2 separate regions of the Pan troglodytes genome follow, and region 1 is linked to region 2. Evidence: chromatin contacts called from public Hi-C data. All regions are on one chromosome and are shown on one strand. Each heading gives the region's core, a stretch centred on a gene start, on an enhancer-like site or on the middle of the called end of the contact. The rest is flanking DNA. Distances are from core to core; before and after follow the strand shown. Region 1 overlaps TRERF1 (transcriptional regulating factor 1). Region 2 overlaps TRERF1 (transcriptional regulating factor 1).

Region 1 (6,836 bases), core at 3,686-6,185, 180 kb after region 2:
CATGACTTCCATTCCATAAATACGTCATCATCATCTTGCTTAGCAAGTGTGGATTTTTACACACATTCTGCTAGTTAATCTTCCCAATAACCAAGTAGATGTGACCACCTCGGGAAACAGAGGTTCAGGAAGGTGAAGTGACCCTCCTAGGGACACACAAGGGCACTCCAGCTCTGGTTGGAGGTCCTCCCACTTGCAGCCCAGCCACCAATGGTTCCCCCAAATCATGTGGAATAATTTGGGGCAGACCTGAGAGCACATTCAGCCCCAAACACTTCTGGAAGCTAACAACGTGTGTGAACCACGCACCCATCGTGCCCAAAGGCCAGGGATGGCACTGAGATCCCACCCTCACAGAGTTTCACCCCCTCAGAAAATGATTATGCAGAAGAGTAAAGAATATGGCTTCACAGTTCTCAAAGCACTTTTGCATTTTTTTAAATCTCATTTTACTCTCAAAATAAACCTTTTCAGTCAGTAAAACAAAGGTACTGAGAGGACATGGAAAATGAGGCTCCAAGAGTTAGACTGCTATCCACGAATAGCCCCAGAGGGTTGGCATGGTGTTCCTTCCACCATATTATCATAGTCATATTTTTGAAGGAAACTCAAGTCATGCTGTCTGGTAAGGCGAAATGGGAGGTAGGATAAGCAAGGGGGAAAAGAACCTGCTTTTACAGTCACCCAGGTCTGAGTTCCGGAGTCTGAATCCCTGCCCTGCAATTTACTAGCCATATGACCTTGAACGAGCTTCTGCATTTCTTTGTGCCTCCATTTCCCCACCTGTATAATAAGGATAAGAATGCCTTCCTCATGCAGTTGTTCTGAGGGTTAAATGGGGTAACAGACCTAAAATGATGGTGTGCATCTGCACTTAGTAGGCAGCTGTTATTTATTTATTTATTTATTTATTATTTATTTATTTTTGAGACAGAGTCTTACTCTGTCTCCCAGGTTCGAGTGCAATGGCGTGATCTCAGCTCACTGCAATCTTCGCCTCCCAGGTTCAAGCGATTCTCCTGCCCCAGCCTCCCGAGCAGCTGGGATTACAGGTGCCCGCCACCATACCTGGCTAATTTTTGTATTTTTAGTAGAGATGGGGTTTCACCATGTTGGCCAGGCTGTTCTGGAACTCCTGACCTCAAGTGATCCACCCACCTTGGCCTCCCAAAGTGCTGGGATTACAAGAGTGAGCCACCGTGAGCGGCTTGCAGCTGTTACTTTTTAAAATGTATCCTGTCCCCCAACATATACAAGGTAAGGTCGCCATGGCCAGAGCACATTGCCTCACCTTCCTAAAGAAAACAATCCCCCTGGCCAGGCGCGGTGGCTCACGCCTGTAATCCCAGCACTTCAGGAGGCCAAGGCAGGTGGACCACCTGAGGTCAGGAGTTCGAGACCAGCCTGGGCAATATGGCAAATCCCCACCGCTACTAAAAATACAAAAATTAGCCAGGTGTGGTGGTATACACCTGTAGTCCCAGCTACTTGGGAGGCTGAGGCAGGAGAATTGCTTGAATCTGGGAGGTGGAGGTTGCAGTCAGCCGAGATCACACCACTGCACTCTAGCCTGGGCAACAGAGTGAGACTCTGTCTCAAAAAAAAAAAAAAGAAAAAGAAAAAAAGAAAGAAAATAACCCCCTTGTGCTTTTCCAAATTCTGCCATCCTGGTTAAGACTAGATTCATATCAGCTACTTGCCTTTTTAAAACTCTTTCCAAGTTTTTAAATTTAAGCCCCAAAAGTGTCCTCACAGAAGGAGCAGGTACGAGTTGAGGAGGACAGAAGGCTGAGACCCCAGGCTCTGTGTTCTGTGCTTCTGTGCAGATTAGATCAGAGGGTTTAGATATGGGAGGACACAGCATACGGCCTGCCCTGAAGGGAATCACACAGGTGAGCACAGGATGGGAGGGGAGGGGAAGGAGGGCAGCCCACCAACAGAGTGGAGAGTGGAAAGGGAGTGTCGCAGAATACATGGCCAGGGGCCTCAAGGAAGAAAAGGGGACAGACACAGAAGTGAAAGTGCCTCTTAGAGACTGAAAAAGAGCAGGCGAGATGGAGAGAGAAATGGCAGGCCATGCCGTAGAAAGATGGCAATGCTTCTCCTTCAACATCACTGCCACTTGCCCCTGTGTTTCCAACACTTTCCTAAGTAGTCTCCTGGCCTGCAGACTCAACCCCTCCAGACTGGACTCCGTTCCCCCACACATGCTTCCTAACTCCAAAACCTTCAGTGACTCCCCTACTGCCTACAGGGTCAGGACTACACTCCGTAACGTGACATCGGGTTCTCCCTGCCCAATCCCTGCTCACCTCTCCAGCCTCATCATCTGGCAACTGTCTCTGAGACAGTAAGTGCCAGGCCCCAGGATGGGTGCTGGGGACACAATAAATAAGACATGGTATACCCTTAAGAAGCTGAAAGTCGGCTGGGGACAGTGGCGGGCACCTGTAATCCCAGCTACTCAGGAGGCCGAGGCAGGAGAATCACTTTAACCTGGGAGGCGGAGGTTGCGGTGAGCTGAGATCGCACTGCTGCACTCCAGCCTGGGCGACAGAGCAAGACTCTGTCTCAAAAATAAATCAATAGATAAACAAATAAGACTCCAAAACAAACAAACAAACAAAGGGACTCCGAGGGCACCCTGGCCCATTCCGCCATGTGAGGACCCGGTAAGAAGACGACCATCTAAGACCAAATCTGCCCCTGCCTTGTTCTTGGACCACCTGGCCTTCTGAACTGTTAGAAATAAAAGTTTGTTATTTGAGCCACTCAGTCTATTACATTTTTGTTATAGTAGCCCAAACAAAGACAGAGGGATAAGCCTAGCTGCTCCAGACAGTATGTCCTGTGAACTTCTTCAGAAATTCTGCCTTTTTCTGGTGGGCATCACTGTGTGTCGTATTTCCATGTTCACATGACAGTCCTTCACTAGACTCTGAGCTCCTCTTATTTGTCCTGGCATTTCCAGCCATTGGGACAATCCTAATACATGGCAGTCACTCAATAAATGCTTGATGAACAAGCTGTCAGCAAAGCCACCCACCGTGGCCTGGCAGGGATGGGGGCAGGGCACTCATCTCTTCTAACAAGGCTATGAGACCCTTGACCTTCCTTAGAATAACACCTCACTCCAGGAACTCAGGAAAGATTCTCTTAAACATCCTGAGCACTCTACCCATAGCTGTCAACGGCAGGCCTCATTTGCAGCTCTAGATATTTTGCTGAGGTTCTTAGAGTCTAGAGGTCTGTACATAGCAAGTATACAGTGACTAGGCAATTTCTAAAGGCAGCATAGTCTAAGGATCAGGAGCCAGTCTTTGGAGCGGGTCCTGAGTTTGGATACCAGCTCCGCCACGCAGCACCTGTCCTTAAACAAGTTGCTGAAACCCCCCGAGCCTCAGTTTCCTCAAGTGTGAAGTGGACATCACATCTGCTTCCTACAATTGTAGGAGAATGAAATGGCTAAAATATCCACACAAGGCCAGGCATATAGTAAGCTTTCTATAAATAGCAGTTACTACTACTAAAGCGATCTGGAGCCCTAATGCTGATACCCCATGGCCTATGCAAATTCCTGAGCCCCTAAATAGGCTCTTCTTGGTGTGCTCTGGGAGGTCAAAGATATCCAATCTCTGACTCACAATATGTTGCCAAAATTCTCCTCAAATTCCCAAGAGAAAATGTATTTTAATTCCCTCTAACTTTAAAAAATTAAACAGTTCTTACAGCATTTTGGGGTGGCAGGGGTGAGGAAGGAGCCCACAAAATCCAACAAGCAGCTTTTAAAAGGTTACAAACTGATTGGAGAAAGAAAGAAGGCAGCTGGAGGGGGTGAGAAGCGGGGATGGAGACAATCCCCTGAGTTTCTGCTATTATTGAATACCCCAACTCTCAAAGTAGCCCGGCTGCCCCCTCCTCCACGTGCGCTAAGCTCTGTTAATGAGAAAGCCGAGCTCTGCCTACATTACCACAATAATGATTTCCCGGTTGCATTTTTACATGCCTGCCGCTTTATCACAGCAGAAGTAGACATATATTTTCAATAAATCCCTTCTCTCCTTTCCCCTCCCCAACTCGAGCTCTCCCAGTAAATGCTGTTCCCTCTGCACCCTCCCCCAGTGCAATCCCAACCCTGGAGCACAATGAGTTCCACTAATCAAAACAGAAAGAAAAAGAAAAATGGAAAAATCACAGCTGCTGAAAAACAGCATTTGCTACAAGTCAAAGCCCTCTACATTTTTTCTGCACGCAGCATTTACTTCTTCAAGGACACATCACCCCGCCTCTATCAGAAATCTTACGTAGAGTTGCTCAAAGGGGAAGGAGGAGGGGGTGGGTGAAGAAATCTAATATTCAGTCTCTTTCCTATTTTGACTAAGCCAGCACAGACAGAAATATAGATAAGGCCTTGAATAACTGATTTAACAAAATGTCACTTATTAAAAGGAATGGGGGATGGGACAGCATTTGCATTCGAGAGCTCAGTTAAACCACCCCAGCTAAAGGCTGCAAGGCCAAGGCAAGGCAAGGGGGAAGAAAATATTTCTCAGGTCTGGTCTTCTTCAGTGGCTGCAAGGACTGGGCCTGGTAGCAGAGAAGCCTGGATTTCTCCTTCCATTAAGAACCAATGGCGAGAAAACCAGGGGTTTTAAAAAAAAAAAAAAGAAAGAAAAACCCAGCTGATTCTTAAGTAAGCATTTTTACAGCACTAACTAGTGTCAGGCTCTGTGCTAGAGGCCGGGGGGTACAGAAATGAGTGATGACCCAGTTCTGCCTTCCCCAAGCTCCCAGTCCAGAGGGGTGAAAGACACGTCCCACTGCAAGTATGACAGCAGCAGCCTTATAAACCAAGGGCAGCAGGAGCCCAGGAACAGCCCTTCCAGCCCACCCACTGCCCTGGCCAGGCCCAGGCACACAGAGCCATCAAGAAAGACTTAAGGAATGAGCGTTTGCGAGGTTTGAATTCCATACTGCCTTCTAAAGAAGCTCAGACTCTTCAAAAGGAAAGAGGCCCCTAAATGTCCTTACTTACTGTGGCTCCCCCTGAAAACCCCTCAGCTCGCATGTATTCACCCAATTAACAAAGAAAAGCGAACTCAAGCCCCAATACTTCAGAATCAGCCTCATTACTGGTGTCCTTCAGTTGAATTTAAGGGAGCTTGGTATCTCCTATTGTAATGACAACAGAGGGAACTCAAACGACACTCCTATTAAAACTCCTTGGGCATCAACTCCAGCTTTTTTTCTTTTCCTTTAAAAAGAAAAAAAATCTTTCAAAGGAGTTAGATTGGGGGCAGTTTCCCAAAGACCAAGGGAGGCCCTAGGAGCAGCCTCTGTAATGACAAAGACCCCTAGAGGCCCTCAGGAAGGATTCTTTCTGAGGGACCAAGCTGTCCAGGGCCCTGTTATCTCCAAAGTCAGAGCCCAGGGGCTAGAGGCCACACCATCTAGAAATGACCACTAGACCACCCAGGTCCCTCTGCTGAGGGGCCCCACAGAAGGGACAGAGCTGACAGTAGGACACAGATGGCAAATAGCTGCCCAATTTGTTAAAGTCAAGTCTTGGCCTTCATTATAAGGCAGCCTTAAAGCTTTGTGCTCCAGAATAATGGAGGCAGACAATTTAAGTTTTCAAAAATGTCATGCCAAAAACATGCTTAAATCATCTGAGTATTTCCAACTAAGTTCATTGGAGTTGTAAGCCCAAAACACCCAGATGATCTTCCTGGTTTCCATGATCTTTTACATATATTCTGTACCACATTCTTTTATTTAATGCTGTATAGTATTATCTATTTCAGAGTGCACAAAATTTGGAAACCATTCAAATTGTGGCATTAAATCAGGGCTTTGGATGCTGGCTGAACAGGTGACTCTTAGTTGATCATTTATTTATATTTTCCAATTTTACTTCTCGAGCCTCAGTTTCCTCAGCTATAAAATGAGGACATCTACCTTCTCTGGTTGTTGCAGAACACAAATAAGATACGTCAAAGAGGCTTTGGAACTACAAAATGCGAGTTATTTCAGTGATGGCCTCCATTTCCTCTCTCTCTGATTTTTCGTTGATTTCTTCCTTCTCTCTATGAAACCAAATCGGTATCAGTTCCACTGTTTTTCAAAATCAACGACACATATTTATTATACAAATACAGAAGAAGCCCCATTATCCACAGGTGTGGCAAAATCTCAATAATTGCTAAATCTAGGTGATGAGTACAAGAGAGTTCATTATACTAGCCTCTCTGCTTTTGTGTATGTTTAAAGTTTTTTCATAATAAAGATCATTTTTAAATAAATAAATAAAGCTTCACCTTCTTAGGCAGAGGCCAGGAGCCCGATTAGTGAAAAGCGCTGGATATCTTTTTAAAATGAGAATTGACTTTCCAGCATACACAGTAAGACTAAGGGCTAATGACTGCTTTTAGGTAGATTCAGCTTCATAGCACAATCCTTATTTGCAAAACAAACACTGAATGCAAATGAAGACGGCTAAGACCCTAGAACCTCAGTCGGGTTTCTTGGGGTAGGTTCAAGGTTCTCCTGCACCCAGTTCACAGGATTCTTTGTGGAGCAAACCAAGTTTATTTGGCCCTTTGGGTGGGCAGGTCCCAGATTCTGAATATGGAATCAGAATTTGAACCTGTATTGACTGGCACTGCCCAGCCAGCATTTCTGAGGCCAGCCTTTCAACAAGAAGAGCAGTTTTGCTAAAGGATCACAGAGAACTTGAAAACCCCAAATAGAAGGCAGCTACACGTAGGGAACAACAGTGGGAGTGGACAAGGGAAATGTTTCGCTGGCTGTCAGATTTTATATCTGAAAAGAAGACC
Region 2 (6,783 bases), core at 260-2,759:
GGCGGGGTTCGGGTTGTAGGAGGGCGGCGGCGGGATGAAGAGAGGTTCCGGCCGGTGCCGGAACTTTTTCTTCTCCTGCACGGTCTTGAGGGGCTCCTCGGCTTTGGGCACACTCGGCTGATGCTTCCTGGGGATTTCCTAAAACCGGAACAACGATCTGATTCGAATACTTCAGCTTCCCCCGCAGGCCATTTCCACAGGTTCAGGGAAGGGGGCCTTCTACTGTCTAAGCAGAGAGCCCTTCTGCTTGACCCCCCCACCCCCAACGCCCCCACATTCTGACCACATCCATTTTAGGCAAAGCGAGTTCTGGTTGCTAGACTAGGGAGAAAACTAAGGTTTTGGAAGAAATCCCTAATTTCTGAAAGAGCTGGGGGTGGTAGGAATAGTGGGTGGGCAAGAAGTAATAAATTCAAATTCTTTATTGCTTATCACTACATTCCCATCTGTTTGAGTGGAATCCAGCTGAGTGGGCTCTTTAATTCCCCCACTGCTCCCCAGGGACGGACATCAGGAACAGATACCACATGTTCTGAGAAGGGGACAGAATAATCTCTTCAGGGAAGCATGGGACCGAGACCTGTGAGGCAGGAAGTGGGGGTTCAAGCCTAGCCAAGGTTCCTAAGGCCAGCGACCCACACCGGGCTCTCCTGGGTCACTTTCAGCAGGGGAGAGAGCCTTCGATGACCTCTAAGGGCCCTTCCATGTGCTCACCTAAAAACGGATCTGGTTAACCTCCCCCGTCACCACCCCTCACTATTGCTCCCAGAACTCGTAGCTTATTTGTAGCAAACCCTTCTCTGAGGTTGGCTTCCTGTCAGGAGAGTTAGTTTATTTTAATGGCAGCGGAACCAAGCATAGTCTGGAAGGAGGATCTGCCACATGGATACATATATACTAATAAGTAAACATAGGCACGTAAACAGATGAGCAGGGCATGCCAAAGCCAAACAGAAACAGACTCGGGTTGTGTGGTAGCATCAGCCCAGAAAAGTCGAGAGCTGGGTGTGGCTGCAGAGGCAGTGTGGTTGGGAGGGGCCACGGGGATACCTGAGGGAAGGTTCTGGGCAGTCTGGGGTGCCCTCTCAGGCCCTGCAGGCCAGGGGCCAGTCACAGCTGCAGGTCCTGGAGACTCCTGAGCCCAGGGTGGCGCCTGGGTAGGAAGCAGCAGGGGGTGATGGGAAGGGCTGGCTACAGTCATGTGACCATCTGCCTCCAGGCCATGTGACCTGCCCCATGGGCTCCTCTGCTCTGGGCTCCTCTCCCTCCAGAGCTTCAGGCTCTGCCCCCTTCTGTTTCTCCCTCAGCTTCTCTGCCTTCCGTGGTGCCATCCTGGCCTCTAGGAGAGGAGTCTAGGGAGGCAGAGAGTGGGGAAAGGAGGAGGGGGCAGAGGGTCCCAGGCTCCCGGCTCCAGAGTGAGGTTCCTAACTACCCCCGCCCCCACCCCTCCCCTACCCCCGCGCCTCACCCCCAGGGGACCCTCCTTAGGCCAGCGCGCTCAACCGCCTCTTTTCTCCACCAGAGGGCTCCTCAGCGCCTGAGGCTGAGGCCAGAGAGGGGCAGAGGAGAATGGGGGAAGGAGGCCTGTGCCCCCCACAAGGGGAGCAGCCCTGAAGATACACTCTGTTCCCGGGTAACAGATAAGATCATCCAAGAACATGCAGACCTTATATGATCTCAACGCGGCACTGCAATCCAGACCTCTGATCACAGGGCCAGAGGTCCCTTTTGGGCTCCCTCTCCTCCAGCTTCTTGTCCTGTTACTCCAGCTCTAAACCTGGATTTTCCGATCCTCCAGGCAAGGCTCTGAGCCACTGGGCAAGAGAAGCCACCCAGGATGTCATATATGGTTGTCACTTGAGAGGAAGCACTTACAGTGTTCCACCCCACCAAGCTATTTGGACACTTTGGGGGTGAGGCCAAGCACTGAAAACTTTAAAAAGCTGCCCACAGAGAAGGATGAGAACCACTGATGAGTCCAACCCTATCAAGGTCAGGGGAGGAAACTGAGGCTGTGAGTGGGGGGCAGGTCTCAGCTGTCTTCATCCCAGCTGGCTAGGAGCCAAACTGAGATGGGCACTCGGGGCTCCTTCCTGGATGTTTTAATTTCTTTACATTAAGTGCCAGGGCCTTGTTCCCATGTATTCAGTCCCACCTACATGCTTCCACTTCAGCCTACCGCCCCCACCAACGAGGTCTCTCTCACCCTTCCATTAAGCCAAGTTCATCCCTTCCTTCAAAATCCTGCTCAGAACTCTAATGGTGATCTCCTGAGCAAACTCCCTTGCCCCTCCCCAGTCCATAATGACTTTGGCTACCCAGGTGTATTCTCATCCAGTCACACTTAAAGCATCAATTTCTTGTCTGCCCCTGTCTTTCTCTTACCATCTTGAAGGGGTGGGGGTGTGTGCCTGGGACTCTGACCCCCATGTGACTATGAACTCTTAATTGAGAGTTCCCCAAGGGAACTATTTCCCCAAGGAAACACTGTTTCTCCTGCCAAAGCACGAACTTCCCTGGGCAAAGAGGGAGCTTGGATGTGTCATTTCATCTCTCTGCCTGTTGCTGACCCCCAAGTCCTGACGGCTTATGAGAATCTTCCTCCAAGTTCTCCATCAGTTTCTCTTCTTTTGAGGACTTGATATTACACAGATAACCATAAAGGTTTTTTTCTGTACTTTTCTAGTTGTATTCATTATCTTCTCTCCCTCTATCCTGGCCCAGCCTACCCTTATGCCTCCTGGATTCTCAGCAGCTACCTATTCCTAAGGACAAATATGACCCAACATGCCACTTTGTGGGGAGGGGGTAGGTCTGATATTGCCAACCACACAGGTCACAAATTCCCTAGGGGCCGAGAGACAGACACAGAGAGAGAGAGAGAGAGAGAGACAGAGAGAGGGAAACCCTTCCCAGAGGCAAATTAAGCTGTTTGAGTGAAGCACTTAAAATTGGAGAAAGGAGAACAGTGAGTGAGAAAAACAAATCTCTTTGCTTTCCTGAGATTAGGGGTGGGTGGCTCTCAGTGGAACTACTTTGGGAACTTTAACGAATTAGGTTCTCCAGGGTATTTAAGCAGACAAAAATATTAAGCAACTGGTAAGGCTGCTTGTCAGAATGGATGCCAGGGCTATTGCCTGGAAGCCTGCTGCGCCAGTGGTTACCTCTTTGGTTGTGGATTTGGGAGGTCTGGAGATCCTGGGGAAGGGGCCAGGGCCTGGGGCAACAGCTGCTTACTTTCTGGGATATGGTACTTCCATATTTCAATAATGGCTACGATTGTCTCAGTGATTCCCAGCTGAATGATCATCTCTGTTTAAACCTGGGAACACTTTCGGGTCTCTCAGAATCTAACCTAGGCCATTAGTTTGGCATTTAATGGGGAGCAGGCAGTGTGAACAAGGGTAGGGTTCCCAATGTGGCCACGGGTTCAGCCCTGAGAGACCAAGCCGTATCCAAGCTCAGGTCAGTGACTCTGGAAGGGCCGCCCCATCTCCAAGAAAGCAAAGGGATGTCCCCACCCAGGCAGGTGGGGCAGAGCAGCAACTCACAGCAGGCGTGCGGGGGGCAGCCCCTTGGGGTGAGTGTGGGGGAGAGAGGGTCATCCTCACGAGCACAGGCATCTCGTCGTCCGACATCGAGCTGGCTGGCTTGTCTCTGGCGGAGGGGGCGGCAACGGTGCTGTTGGTGAACCCCTGAGAGCTGGGCTTGGGCGGGAGAAGCTTGACAGGGACAGACACGGGCATGACCATAGGCGTGAGGCTTTCTGCCTCGGGAGGGAGCTGTGGTGGCGGCGGAGGCGGAGGCGGAGGCGGCAGTGGTGGCTGGGGCTGAGGCGGCAGGACCTTCTCTCCTTCCTCCTACACAGACAATAAAGGCTTTGATCCTGGGCTGAGAGCAGCTCTCACAAGGGGGATGCACTTTGCTTTTCCCGAAAAGTTCCAGGACATCAGGTATGGGTGATAGAGAACCGCTGCAGGGCGATTTCCTTCCTGCAATCCTGAGTCCCTTGGCTGGAGTGATGCCAGCTGATGGTGGAAGAGGCTGGACTCCATTTTTTACAGTTAAAAATTCTTGACCATGCATTACTTGTATATTAAACTATTTTTTAAAAATTGTGCATTACTTGTATATTAAACTATTTTTTTAAAATTGTGTGGTTGTCATGCTTTTAAAGAAAGGGACATGGACTTGTAATCAGTCCAAAAGAAGGTACGATCTTGTGTAGGAGTTTTTAATTCTATGGGCCTTAGTTTACTCATTTGTCAAATGGAAATAGGCATTCCATCCTAAATTTTATTCAGGTCAGGAAACCACACTGGAGATACAAAACATGTACTTTTAACAAGTAAAGACAAAAGCTTTTTTAAAAAACATAATCTGGCATGGCCAGGAGATGGAGTGATCTGGGTAATCAAAAATTCTGTTCAACAGAGATTTAATCCCATAGATTTAAATTAAGAGTAATAATATTAAAATAATTCTGAGAAAATTTTTTGATTTTAATCTAACTCTAAAATTTGTGGATAGTTTACTATCTGGATATCCTACCTGGATAATCCAGAGGGTATTTAAGGATCTTTGGATGTTGAGCTGAACACCACTGCATCAGTAAATAGAAAATTCTGGCTGAGAGCCTGATGATTATATTAGCTTTCTCTGGCAATTGACCACTAATCTGGAAGGCCCCAGTGGGCCTGGTCTTGGGTGTGTCAAGCAGCAGAAGTTTAAAAATAATATTGCATTTACATGTTTTCCTTTGCTGTCTTCTCCAGGAGGCAGAGAGAGAGGCTGGGATGCCCTAAAAGGCTTTCTAGCGCCTCTGATTTTGACCCTTGCTCATCATAAAGCTGGGGAAGTGGGGCTGCTTGACCTGGCTGGCTCCCAGCGCCAAAGCCTAAGCATTCCTGTCAAGGGAGGACTGTGCCTCGCCAGGTCCCGCATGGGGCTCACATCACTCTCTGTCTGACGGCAGCAAAGCAAAGCAAGCAGCACACGACCTAGAAAGGACCGGGAACTGGCTCCTGCTAACCTGTTTGAGGTTGGGGGAGGCCCTCATTCCCCCGTGGGACCGCATGTGGCCATTCAGGGCAGGCAGGTTCTTGAACTCCTTCAGGCAGATGGAGCATGTCAGCTTGTTCTTGGCATCAAACTGCTCCCCAAACGCTCCTTTGGGTTGGCCACTGCTCAAGGGAAGAGCCAAATGGAGAGGACACATACGTTGAGGAAGGGGAAACAGTGACTTGCCACAAGACCTCATACCCACCACAAACCCATTTCATTCATCCAATGATCCCATTGTCCATGGCACCACTTGTATCACCCCAGTGCCCTTTAGAGAACAAAGTTCAATTTATAGATGAAAAACTGAGGCTCCAGAGTGGGAAAAGGCCTTCTCAAAGTCATGCAAGAATTGAACAAAATGTCCTTCTTCACACCAAGGCTTCAGGCAATGGATTTTGACTTGGGAACGATAGCTTATTACCCTTCCAGGGTCAGCCTGAGCCCAGCTCCTCCAAAAGCCTCCCCACTTAGAGACATTTGTGCAAGTTCCTGGGGCAGCTGCCGTACTGCACGCTTCAGCAGTTTATCAGGTTTGGCTAAATCTTTATTGACCATGCCCATGGGATGAGGAAGCAAGTCTGTACTGTTCACTGCTGCATTCTCAAAACCTAGCTCTATGCTTGGCACACAGTAGGCACTCAATAAATACTGAATGAATGCACAGTGGACAGAACATGGGCTTTGCAGTCAATCCCAGCATTGTTACTTGATATGTAACCTTAAGCTCTTTGAGCCTCAGTTTTCTCATCTGTAAAGTAACAATCATAATAGCTAACAATTATTGAGTGCTTACTGAGTATAGGCACATTGTAATCACACCCACCCTCATAGGTTACTTTACTATACATAATGCCTAGTGCTTAGCCCATAGTATGCACTCAAACACAACAGCTGCTATTATTATTTCTACACACTTCTTTGAGGAATGACTTGGAATTTAGAAATGAATCATGAGAGACACCCCAGAAAATCCTCCCCATCTCCCAAAATACCAACAAGGTTCCACTCATCCTACCTTGACTCAGGGGACCCTGGCTGGGCTCTCCCATCAGGTAGGTGCATCTAATTTTGAGCCAAACAGGACACCGAAAAAAAGAAGAGAAAAAAACATGTTCTGAAGGGAGAAGTCCTCGAGCAGTGGGAACACCAGGTACTCTTCCAGGACTCTTTCTGCTGTCTGCCTCATGCTGACCCCATTCATATCCACTCACTCCCTCACTCTTCTGCAATTGACTTCTGTCCCTGAATTGCTCCTTGACTTGGGACCACCACCCCACTCCTGGAGCTGCTGCCAGCCACAACAAGCCCACCAGGATGCAACTCCCCCACCGTGTTTTTTCCTGTTCTCCCAGGGCACCCACTCTGTGCACAGACAGACTCCATTCCCATAAGGGACACAGAAGAAAGAGGTGGGAGATGCAGCATTATGCCAGGAGACCCCCTGATGTAATTATTATTATTATTATTATTTTTTTGAGACAGGGTCTTGCTCTGTCACCCAGGCTGTAGTGCAGTAGCATGATCATGGCTCACTGCAGCCTCCACCACCTGGACTTAAGCAATCCTCCTGCCTCAGCCTCCCAAGTAGCTGGGACTACAGGTGTGCGCCACAACACCCAGCTAAATTTTTGATTTTTTGTAGAGGCAAGGTCTCGCTATGTTGCTTAGGCTGGTCTCGAACTCCTGGGCTCAAGTGATCCTCCTGTCTTGGCCTTCCAA

The links. A called contact is a pair of places that touch in the nucleus more often than the background predicts.
Region 1: a contact with region 2 is called in a Hi-C map of induced pluripotent stem cells, with 1.7 times the contacts expected there. The contact joins two enhancer-like sites. A contact is called at or near these places in 1 of 7 Hi-C or Micro-C datasets (induced pluripotent stem cells) and 1 of 1 other capture datasets (stem cell-derived neural stem cells).

The regions. Positions count from the first base shown.
Region 1 is chr5:48,325,931-48,332,766 of NHGRI_mPanTro3-v2.0_pri, forward strand. The region is part of intron 2 of TRERF1 (transcriptional regulating factor 1); the gene reads right to left. Among named protein-coding and RNA genes, the nearest start is that of TRERF1, 12 kb to the right of the region's middle. Within about 2 kb of position 4,936, at least 8 of the 24 cell types and tissues checked have an H3K27ac peak or open chromatin away from gene starts, as enhancers often do. A contact at or near this core is called in induced pluripotent stem cells and stem cell-derived neural stem cells, where this site is marked.
Region 2 is chr5:48,148,237-48,155,019 of NHGRI_mPanTro3-v2.0_pri, forward strand. It overlaps TRERF1 (transcriptional regulating factor 1), which reads right to left. Exons shown (of 18, transcript XM_063813036.1): 6 at 6,080-6,126; 7 at 5,033-5,183; 8 at 3,612-3,860; 9 at 1-138. Among named protein-coding and RNA genes, the nearest start is that of MRPS10, 45 kb to the left of the region's middle. Within about 2 kb of position 1,510, at least 5 of the 24 cell types and tissues checked have an H3K27ac peak or open chromatin away from gene starts, as enhancers often do. A contact at or near this core is called in induced pluripotent stem cells and stem cell-derived neural stem cells, where this site is marked.